Linked DNA regions of Podarcis muralis: region 1 is linked to region 2. A link is a contact called in public Hi-C data. All regions are on one chromosome and are shown on one strand. The core of a region is the stretch at or near the end of the contact, and the rest is flanking DNA. Distances in the headings are between cores, read along the strand shown.

Region 1 (4,690 bases), core at 693-3,192, 190 kb after region 2:
AATGTGATCCTTGGGCATGGAGGAAACTAGACAGCAGCAAAAGCTTTGCACTGTTTTCCACACCACACCATCTAAGATTTCATCCCTGCCAAGTTAAAGTGCTGGAATGACTCATAGAATCATAGAATCATAGAGTTGGAATAGACCACAAGGGCCATCGAGTCCAACCCCCTGCCAAGCAGGAAACAATAACTGAAATAACTGAAGGCAGGACAGCACACCTTAAAATAGGTGGGTGTTTCTCATCAAACTAAGAAAAAGTAGCCAGCACAGTGACTTCCTGCTGGATAGGTCTGATGACATTGGAGTCCATCAAGAAGTAATTGGACTACTCCCATCATCCCTGACCCTTGGGCCTGCTGGCTGGGGCTGAGGAGAGTTGAGTCCACCGCCTGGAGGCCAACAGATCCCCATTCCTGTACTACACTATTCCTGCAGAAATAGAGCCAGCACAGCTTGACCATCTGGAGCATTGCACCGCAGTTCAGATCCTGAAATCTAATACAGTACAGTATCTGCAAATGCTTTCCAAGATAGGGAATGTTTTGTTCAGATTTAGGGCTGTGTAGGCGGTTCTCCGGGACGCGGGTGGCGCTGTGGGTAAAAGCCTCAGCGCCTAGGGCTTGCTGATCGAAAGGTCGGCAGTTCGAATCCCCGCAGCGGGGTGCGCTCCCGTTGCTCGGTCCCAGCGCCTGCCAACCTAGCAGTTCGAAAGCACCCCCGGGTGCAAGTAGATAAATAGGGACCGCTTACTGGCGGGAAGGTAAACGGCGTTTACGTGTGCTGCGCTGGCTCGCCAGATGCAGCTTGTCATGCTGGCCACGTGACCCGGAAGTGTCTCCGGACAGCGCTGGCCCCCGGCCTCTTAAGTGAGATGGGCGCACAACCCTAGAGTCTGGCAAGACTGGCCCGTACGGGCAGGGGTACCTTTACCTTTACCTAGGCGGTTCTCCCACACAGCGTGCCAATCGAGCCGAAGGGGTGCAAAATAGAGAAGGTCCATTATTGAGAAGATCCATTTTGCCACTCAGAGAGACCCATATTGTGAAATACTGCCAAAGGTTTTGTGTGGATGTTGTACTGTTTGTTTGTTTGTTTGCCATTTTAAGAGGCAGCTTGACCTCAGTACTATATACTGTACACGCTTTCAGTTTCAAACACTATTTGCATACTCATCCCGACCCTTAACCATTTTGAGCCACTTCCCATCTTCCACTGATGAGCCATCCCTTCCTTATCTCCCTCCACATGGCCATCTGTCATGGAGGCATCCGTTGAGAATCCTGCATTGCACGTGGTTGGACGGTCGCCCTACAAATCTACAAACCCACAGACTGCAGCGCAGCCCCGTCCATCCTCCGGGGGCTCTCCTTGTCCCGATTTTTCCTCGTATCTGCGCAGGGAAGATCGTAGGGCGTGGCTGAGCTTTGGTGACCGCGGATCACCAATCCACTCCTGCAAATGCTTGTTTACTGAACTTTTTATGCTCTGGAAATCCATCACCTTGCCTCCCAGTGCCATTCGATGTTCCCCTGTCTATAAATCTGACCGGTAGGCTGCTGCTTACCCAGGCATCCGACGGTGCGTACACAAAATCCCGTTATGTCTTTAAGGCGCTGCCGCAAGACTCCCCCTGTTGCTTCGATGCTTGTTTGGGTTTCAGAGAGCGGCAGCCAAAGGCAAGCAGCCTTGTCCTCGTTTCCAATCGCTCGGGATGACAGAAAAATGCGGATTTCGTGAGCTACCCTACCCCCACCCCGAAAGACGATTGAAAGCAGCATAAAACGCCCTCCCCCATCTTTCCCCCACCCACGTCTCCTTTCTTACCGCCAACCCCTCCGAAAGTTCCGCCGACTCGCTTCTGCTTTCCGGGCCCAGATCCCGCTCACTCCAGCCGGCCTGCAGCAAAACCCAGATGGCAATCGCGCCTCCTTTCCGGCCGGCGATGGCTTCCCGGAGAAAGAAGAAAGAGACGCAAGCGAGTCAGACATGTGCAAGTTCCCGGCGAGCGACCCCTGTGCTTGCAGGCCGGATTTCCTGATCGCTTTGCGCTGCTTCGCGTAGCAGCCGCAGTTTCTCGGCAAGTGAATCGGGGAAAGTTTCTTTGCTTTTTTAAAGGGGAAAGGCAGAAGTTCGTGATCGTCCAAACTCGTGCTTTCTTTCGTAGGCAATGGAGACGGGGTGGGGGTGGGGTGGCGGAATCAAATACAATCGCTGTGCGACTCTTTAAAAAATTTCGCTTCAAGTGCTTCTTGCGCTAGAAGGGGAGAAATAACCGCGAGGCTCAAGTCGTACCAAAAGCTGAGCTAGCAAGGAAAGCAAAGTCCTTCCCGGCAGCCTTTTATATAACTGGGTGTTTCTCTCCCGGCTACTCCATTTTTTATCCCTCCCACTTGATTTACGGGTCTCTCTCTTCCTGTCAGCATTCTTTGCGTGGGTACAGAACATGCTCATTCCTTATCTAGGCTTGTTTGAAAGTGCAAGGTGTGTCATGTTTTATTTAGAACTTTTAGGTTGGGGGTTTTTTTTTGTACTTTAACGAGTTGGTTTGCAATGCATCTCAGTGCCTCCCTTTGACTGGCTACATAAGCAACAGCACTCAGAGAACTGAATCAGAATACAGTGGTACCTCAGGTTAAGTACTCAATTCGTTCCGGAGGTCTGTACTTAACCTGAAACTGTTCTTAACCTAAAGCACTACTTTAGCTAATGGGGCCTCCTGCTGCTGCCGCGCCGCTGGGGCCCGATTTCTGTTCTCATCCTGAAGCAAAGTTCTTAACCTGAAGCACTATTTCTGGGTTAGCGGAGTCTGTAACCTGAAGTGTATGTAATCTGAAGCGTATGTAACCTGAGGTACCACTGTATAGGATGAAGACGAACTCAGTAAGAGTAGGAGGACAGTTCAGCATATAACTGATTCCTAAATATTAGGTTTTATGTATTTATTTTTCAATTATGTTTCAACGTTTTTAACATATACAGCCAAAACACTGTACTGTATTTACAGCATCCAGGTTCGATCTGTCATGGATGCTTTAGCTGAGATTCCTGCATTGCAGGGTGTTGGACTAGATCAAGGTTCCTCGACTCAGCCCTCCAGATGTTTTTGAGACTACAATTCCCATCATCCCTGACCAGTGGTCCTGCTAGCTAGGGATCATGGGAGTTGTAGGCCAAAAACATCTGAAAGGCCGGGGTTGAGGAAGCCTGGGCTAGATGACTCTTGGGTCCCTTCCAACTCTCCACTCCTATTAACACAATTTTGTCTTTTCTCTTATTTTTGTCGACTTCCCACCCCCCCTTTTTCCAGGGAGCTGTTTTTTTCTATCCTTCTGCTGCACCCTATCAGATTGTATTTATTTTGATATGTACCACTAATGTGCCAAAACGGCTTCTAAGCCATTTGCAGCTATAAGATAACACAGTAAGAATTTGAACAGGAACATTTAAACATCCTTTAATCAGAACATACTGTTGCATGCCTCTCCAAGATTCCAGGGGTTTCAGACGCAGACCCAGGGTTTATGTTTCCTTTTGGAAAGAGGCACAGCAGAGTCTCTGGTGTCTGTATGATATAGGTTTTATTTACACATATATACAACCTGAGCCTGCAATGGAGGGTTCACAGTACTGACCTGCCAAAGGGGTCTTGTTTCTCCCATAGCCCCAGCCTTGGACTTAATTAGAAATCAGTAATTGCTCCCCAACTTGCTGCTTTACTTCTGGCCCACATGGCTGCAAGTCAAATCTAAACTGTGGTTTTGTCCTCCTAACTGGTTCCACACTGATAATCATCAGGCCATGGAACAAACCGTCACGGTTTCTGATGTGATCATGGAATGTCCCTCTTTTCCTTGTTGTTGTTTAGTCGTGTCCGACTCTTCGTGACCCTATGGACCAGAGCACGCCAGGCACTCCTGTCTTCCGCTGCCTCCCGCAGTTTGGTCAAACTCATGTTAGTATCTTTGAGAACATTGTCCAACCATCTTGTCCTCTGTCGTGCCCTTCTCCTTGTGCTCTCCATCTTTCCCAACATCAAGGTCTTTTCCAGTGAGTCTTCTCTTCTCATGAGGTGGCCAAAGTATTAGAGCCTCAACTTCAGGATCTGTCCTTCCAGTGAGCACTCAGGGCTGATTTCCTTCAGAATGGATAGGTTTGATCTTCTTGCAGTCCATGCGACTCTCGAGAGTATCCACCAGCACCATAATTCAAAAGCATCAATTCTTCAGCGATCAGCCTTCTTTATGGTCCAGCTCTCACTTCCATACATCACTACTTTAACTATACGGACCTTTGTTGGCAAGGTGGTGTCTCTGCTTTTTAAGATGCTGTTTAGGTTTGTCATTGCTTTTCTCCCAAGAGGCAGGCGTCTTTTAATTTCGTGACTGCTGTCACCATCTGCAGTGATCATGGAGCCCAAGAAAGTAAAATCTCTCACTGCCTCCATTTCTTCCCCTTCTATTTGCCAGGAGGTGATGGGACCAGTGGCCATGATCTTAGTTGGTTTTTTTTTTTTAATGTTGAGCTTCAGACCATATTTTGCACTCTCCTCTTTCACCCTCATTAAGAGGTTCTTTACTTCCTCCTCACTTTCTGCCAAGATGTGAAGGAAATAAGTAGCTATCCTATCTTTAAAAGACATCTGAAGGCAGCTCTGTTCAAGGAAGTTTTTAATATTTAACACTGTATT
Region 2 (4,763 bases), core at 1,622-4,121:
TCTCGGGAAGATATGAATTTGAATCTTGCTGGTGCTAGTCCAACACTCTACACCAAGGGTGAGGAAGATCCAGCCTACCTCTTAGTTTTAAACAGGATACTGCCAGTGTGCTGTAATGGTTAAGAGCGGTAGTCTCGTAATCTGGGGAACCGGGTTTGCGTCTCCGCTCCTCCACATGCAGCTGCTGGCTGACCTTGGGCCAGTCACACTTCTCTGAAGTCTCTCAGCCCCACTCACCTCACAGAGTGTTTGTTGTGGGGGAGGAAGGGAAAGGAGATTGTTAGCCGCTTTGAGACTCCTTTGGGTAGTGATAAAGCGGGATATCAATTCCAAACTCTTCTTCTGCTTCTTCTTCTTTGAGGGAAATTATGTGTTTTAAAGGTATAATGTGTAAGCAGCCGAAGTAGAATGGTAAGACTGGCCCTGCTCATATATAAATGATTTTTTAAAAAAGGATATTAGAATAAGTACCATGGCATAATTATTTCTTTGACACGATCAAAGAGCACGCTCTGTTTTAAAAATAAAACAGTAAATTCCCTTTCTGAGGCTGACCTGCTCATAAACAAAACGTCTGTGCAGTTAACAGAGTCGGTTTCTCTACATAATGGTGTTGCTCCGACTGACCTGCTCAAATAAAAGAGATACATTATGATGGGAGAAGTACTGAGCAGAAGATAATTATCTGAACCAGTGAACTTCCAAGTATCCTTAAAATAGTGTTGTTATTTTTATATATCTGTTGTTTGCTCGAATCTGTCATCATCCGTGACATTTCCCTCTAAAGAGTTGGATGTGTTTGTTTGTTTTTTAAAAGCAGTGTTCAGGAAACCGTGAGAAGTTACCGCACTCTCCTGTCGGGTATACATGAATTTGAAGTTCCTTCATGTTACTTGCCGTATACACAGGGCATGATCCGGTCAAAGTTAAATAGGATCAAGACCATTAAATTGGCTGAACAGGCGAGACTGAGGGAAGCCTATATTTAGACCATGTGGATTGCCAGTGAGAGAGGGTGGGTAGCAGCCTGGCTGATTGCCTCGGATGCATCAGCAAACTCCATTATTATTATTTTTGCATTTATTTATACTGTGCCTTCTTCCCTTATGGGACACATGGCAGCTTATAGATAAAAACAAGAATTGCTAAAAACAAAGAAAAAACAATAATTTAAAAACAAACATTACTAGAATTAAAATTATATACACATATAATGGGACAAGGGTGGTGCTGTGGTCTAAACCACTGAGCCTCTTGGGCTTGTTGATCGTATGGTTGGCAGTTCGAATCTGCATGACTGGGTGAGCTTCCGTTGCTTTGTCCCAGCTCCTGCCAACCTAGCAGTTCGAAAGCATACCAGCATGAGTAGATAAATAGGTACTGTTGCGGCAGGAAGGAAAACGGCATTTCCATGTGCTCTGGCTTCCGTCACGGTGTCCCGTTGTGTTTTGGTCAGAAACGTTTTAGTCATGCTGGCCACATGACCCAGAAAAGCTGTCTGCAGACAAACGGCAGCTCCCTTAGCCTGAAAGTGAGATGAGTGCTGCACCCCATAGTCAAATTCGACTGGACTTAAACATGCAGGGGTCCTTTACCTTACTTTTACATATATAACATCTGGTTAAAACATATCCATAATTCCAGTTAAAAACAATTATGACAGCAGTCCTTTCATTAAAAGCAGTCAATTCCCCAAAGCCTGTTGAAACAAGAAAGTCTTCATCTGCCGGCAGAAAGACAACAAGGAGGGAGACAGTCTAACTTATCCAGGGAGGAACTTCCAAAGGCCAACGCTCTGACCACAACAGTGGCGCTCTTCTTTATAGTATTGTTACAAAAATCGGGTGCCTGCCCCTCTCCTTGCCTGGTTCCTTTGGAGAATGGAAGACATGGCGGAGACTGTTGTGGCTTTAAGAAATATGGTCTATTCGCCTACTTACACCTTCAGTCTGTGTGGAGGGAGCCCAGTTCTTACTGCATGGCCCACAGCAGTGCAGGCAACCTTCCGTCTCCCTGCCCAAGACGGATCTCCCCCCCTTCCTCCTGCTTCTTCTTCCCAGAAACCCTTTTCCCGTGCCCTCAAACATACACCCCGCCACCTTGGTAACGTCTCACTCCCCAATGGCCCATCAACACTGTGGTCACATTCATGGGTTTGCTCTTCCCCCAGCATAAGCCAACCCAGGAATTCCCCGTTTGGCACAGTTCTGAACTTTAATCCATATCCCAATTGATCAAAACCTTCGCATTAATTTCTAGGGTTTGGGGACCCCCCCCCTTAAATCTATAACCGTATAAAGCAGTGGGTAGCCAACATGGTGCTGCTAGCCTTTCTCAACCTGTGGGTCCCCAGGTGATGTTGGACTACAACTCCCATCACCCCTAGCTAGAGCTCAGGGATTATGGGAGTTGTAGTCCAACAACATCTGGAGATCCACAGGTTGAGAACCACAGTGGTGGGACTACAGTTCCCATCAGTCCTAGCTAGGAAGACTAATATAGGTCTTAAAGTAGGGTTGTATTTCCCCTCATCCGTTTTATTATTTTATCTTCCTGTAAACCACTACTGATAGTAGTAGTAGTAGTAGTAGTAGTAGTAGTAGTAGTAGTAGTTGTTGTTGTTGTTGTTGTTGTTGTTGTTGTTGTTGTTGTTGTTGTTGTTGTTGTTGCTGCTGCTGCTGCTGCTGCTGCTGCTGCTGCTGCTGCTGCTTTTTGTAGGCAAGAGGTGTATAAATAAATAATAATGATGACTTCATTGGTAGAGGGCGCAAGAGAGCCCGCCCGCCCTCGAGGACTACAAACCCCAGAATCCCGCGGCGGGGCCTCCCGCCAATCGTACGAGAGCGCTCCTGCGCGAAGGCTCCTGGGATTCGTAGGCAGCGGCGGCCACTAGCCCAGCCCAGTGGGAGGGACCGGCGGCGGAGGCGGCGAGGCTGAGCCAGGTGTCTCGCGGGCGGCCCTCCAGGTGACGGCGGCCGGGGAAGGGGCGGCGGGGCAGCGAGGCGAGGGGCGAGTGGTATCCGGGAGCGCAGCGGAGGCCCGAGGGAGGCGAGGGGCGAGCCGGCCGCTTGGCTGCCTGCTTGGTTGGTTGGTTGGCTAGCCGGCCCGGGGATTGGAGCCGGCGCCTCGCTCCCCTCTTCTTGCAGCAAAGCGGGCGGAGAGGCGCGAGGCGGGCTGCTGCTGCTGCCGCCGCCTTTCTCCCTCGGCGAGGTCGGCCGCCTGAGCATGCAAATCTCTGCAGCAGCTCCGGGATGGTACAGTCGGTGGGTGTCAGGGCTGGGGGAAAGGAAGCGCGTCCCTCCCTCTCTCCCTCCTCCGCGCTTCCCCAGGCATGCACCCCTTCGCCCTCGTGGCCTGCAAACTGGAGCCCGTGCCAGAATCAGAAATAACCCCTCCACAAAAACAAGACACCCCCCCCCCCCAAGAAGTTCATCATCATCGGACGGGCTGCAAAGAGAGCGCATGATGCGGGTGGTCGATGCCTTTTGGGTCTTGCAAAGGAAAAGGCTGCATGGCAGCTGGGTGAGGGAGCCTTGGTGCAAGCGCCCGTGCCGGGGATTTCCTGGGGAGCTACATTATCTTACCAGGAGTGACCAAGCGGGCCTTGTTTTAAAGCCCTGCTCCTTATTTTTAGGACCCTGCAGTTCTGGGGGCTCGCCTTAAGGGCCCTCCTGATTGTGACATTCTGCCTTGTTTTGTTTATTTTACAAGAAACACAACAAAACACCACCCCTGCTTCTTTTTAATAGGACCCAGCTCTACCCACTGAAGGTGATAATAATATTAATAATATAATAATTCATTCCCTTTTGATTTCTACTACTGCTCCTCTATGCTGCTGCCCTGTAATCCTGTCTTGCTTTCCAATGCAGTCCTCCCCTCCTAAAGCCCACGTGGCCCTTTGTTATTTTTTTCTTTTCATTGTTCCTGGTTTTTCCGTGCGCATTCTCCTTGTGGCGTTTTGTGGTTTTTTGTTGTTTTCCTTCGGTACCTTCCAATCTCTCTCTTTCTCTCTCTGCTCCCCTGGAGCCTCTGCTAGCAACTGTTCCGGGCTGCCGCTGGATAAAAGTGTGCTCTGCCTGGAGTTTGCAGACGGCAAAAGCATGAATTGATTTACTGTCCTACTTCGGAGGCATCTCTGGGCAGCTGGGAGCGAGCGCCCGGGAAACAGCAGCAAGAGGAGGAGCAGGCGGGAGAAGGCAGAAGGGGTCCTTTTGTGTCCTCCCTTGAACATAGGCTGTTTCCTCCTCGCCTCCATCCTGGCTGGAAGAGTTCTTTGCAATAGCACACAGAGGCTGACAGATCTCTCTCTCTTGCTGCTGTGTTTTGTTTTGTTTTTAAAGTGCTCGTTTCTCCATCCCCTTCCCCCTTTTTGCTCATGTGCGGATGCTTGTTTTCTTGCAGTTCACCTTCTCCAGAGCCCCGTGCTGGTTGGAAACAGCAGGAGCCAGAAGAAGAGGCAGATCAGCCTGCCCTTGGTTGCACAGAAGTGGTGTGCTGATTTCCTACTACTTTGACACCAGAGCTACTCCCAGCCATCTGTGACTCGAGCTGCCTGAAGCAGTGGTACAGGGAGAGGAGGAGGAGGCAGCTTTAGTAGCCGATGATAACCCTGCCCTCAGTGGGTTTGTATTACCGGAGCATGCACTGATTTGCTGCCTTGTCTTTAGACCCATCCCAATCGCCGGGGTTTGTGCGGGTGTGCGGTGCATGGTCAGGAGGGAGGGGGGGAAATCCACTGTCTCCGTAATAAATGATAGAGG

The links. Hi-C and Micro-C count contacts between places; a contact is called where the count stands out from the background.
Region 1: a Hi-C map of tail shows a contact between it and region 2, with 2.7 times the contacts expected there. The contact joins the promoter of ARL14 here to the promoter of PPM1L in region 2. A contact is called at or near these places in 2 of 3 Hi-C or Micro-C datasets (blood and tail).

The regions. Positions count from the first base shown.
Region 1 is chr6:19,686,826-19,691,515 of rPodMur119.hap1.1, forward strand. ARL14 (ARF like GTPase 14) reads left to right here and starts at 1,943. Exons shown (of 2, transcript XM_077929812.1): 1 at 1,943-2,080. The region is part of intron 1 of B3GALNT1 (beta-1,3-N-acetylgalactosaminyltransferase 1 (Globoside blood group)); the gene reads right to left.
Region 2 is chr6:19,492,472-19,497,234 of rPodMur119.hap1.1, forward strand. It overlaps PPM1L (protein phosphatase, Mg2+/Mn2+ dependent 1L), which reads left to right and starts at 2,872. Exons shown (of 5, transcript XM_077929811.1): 1 at 2,872-2,965; 2 at 4,405-4,625.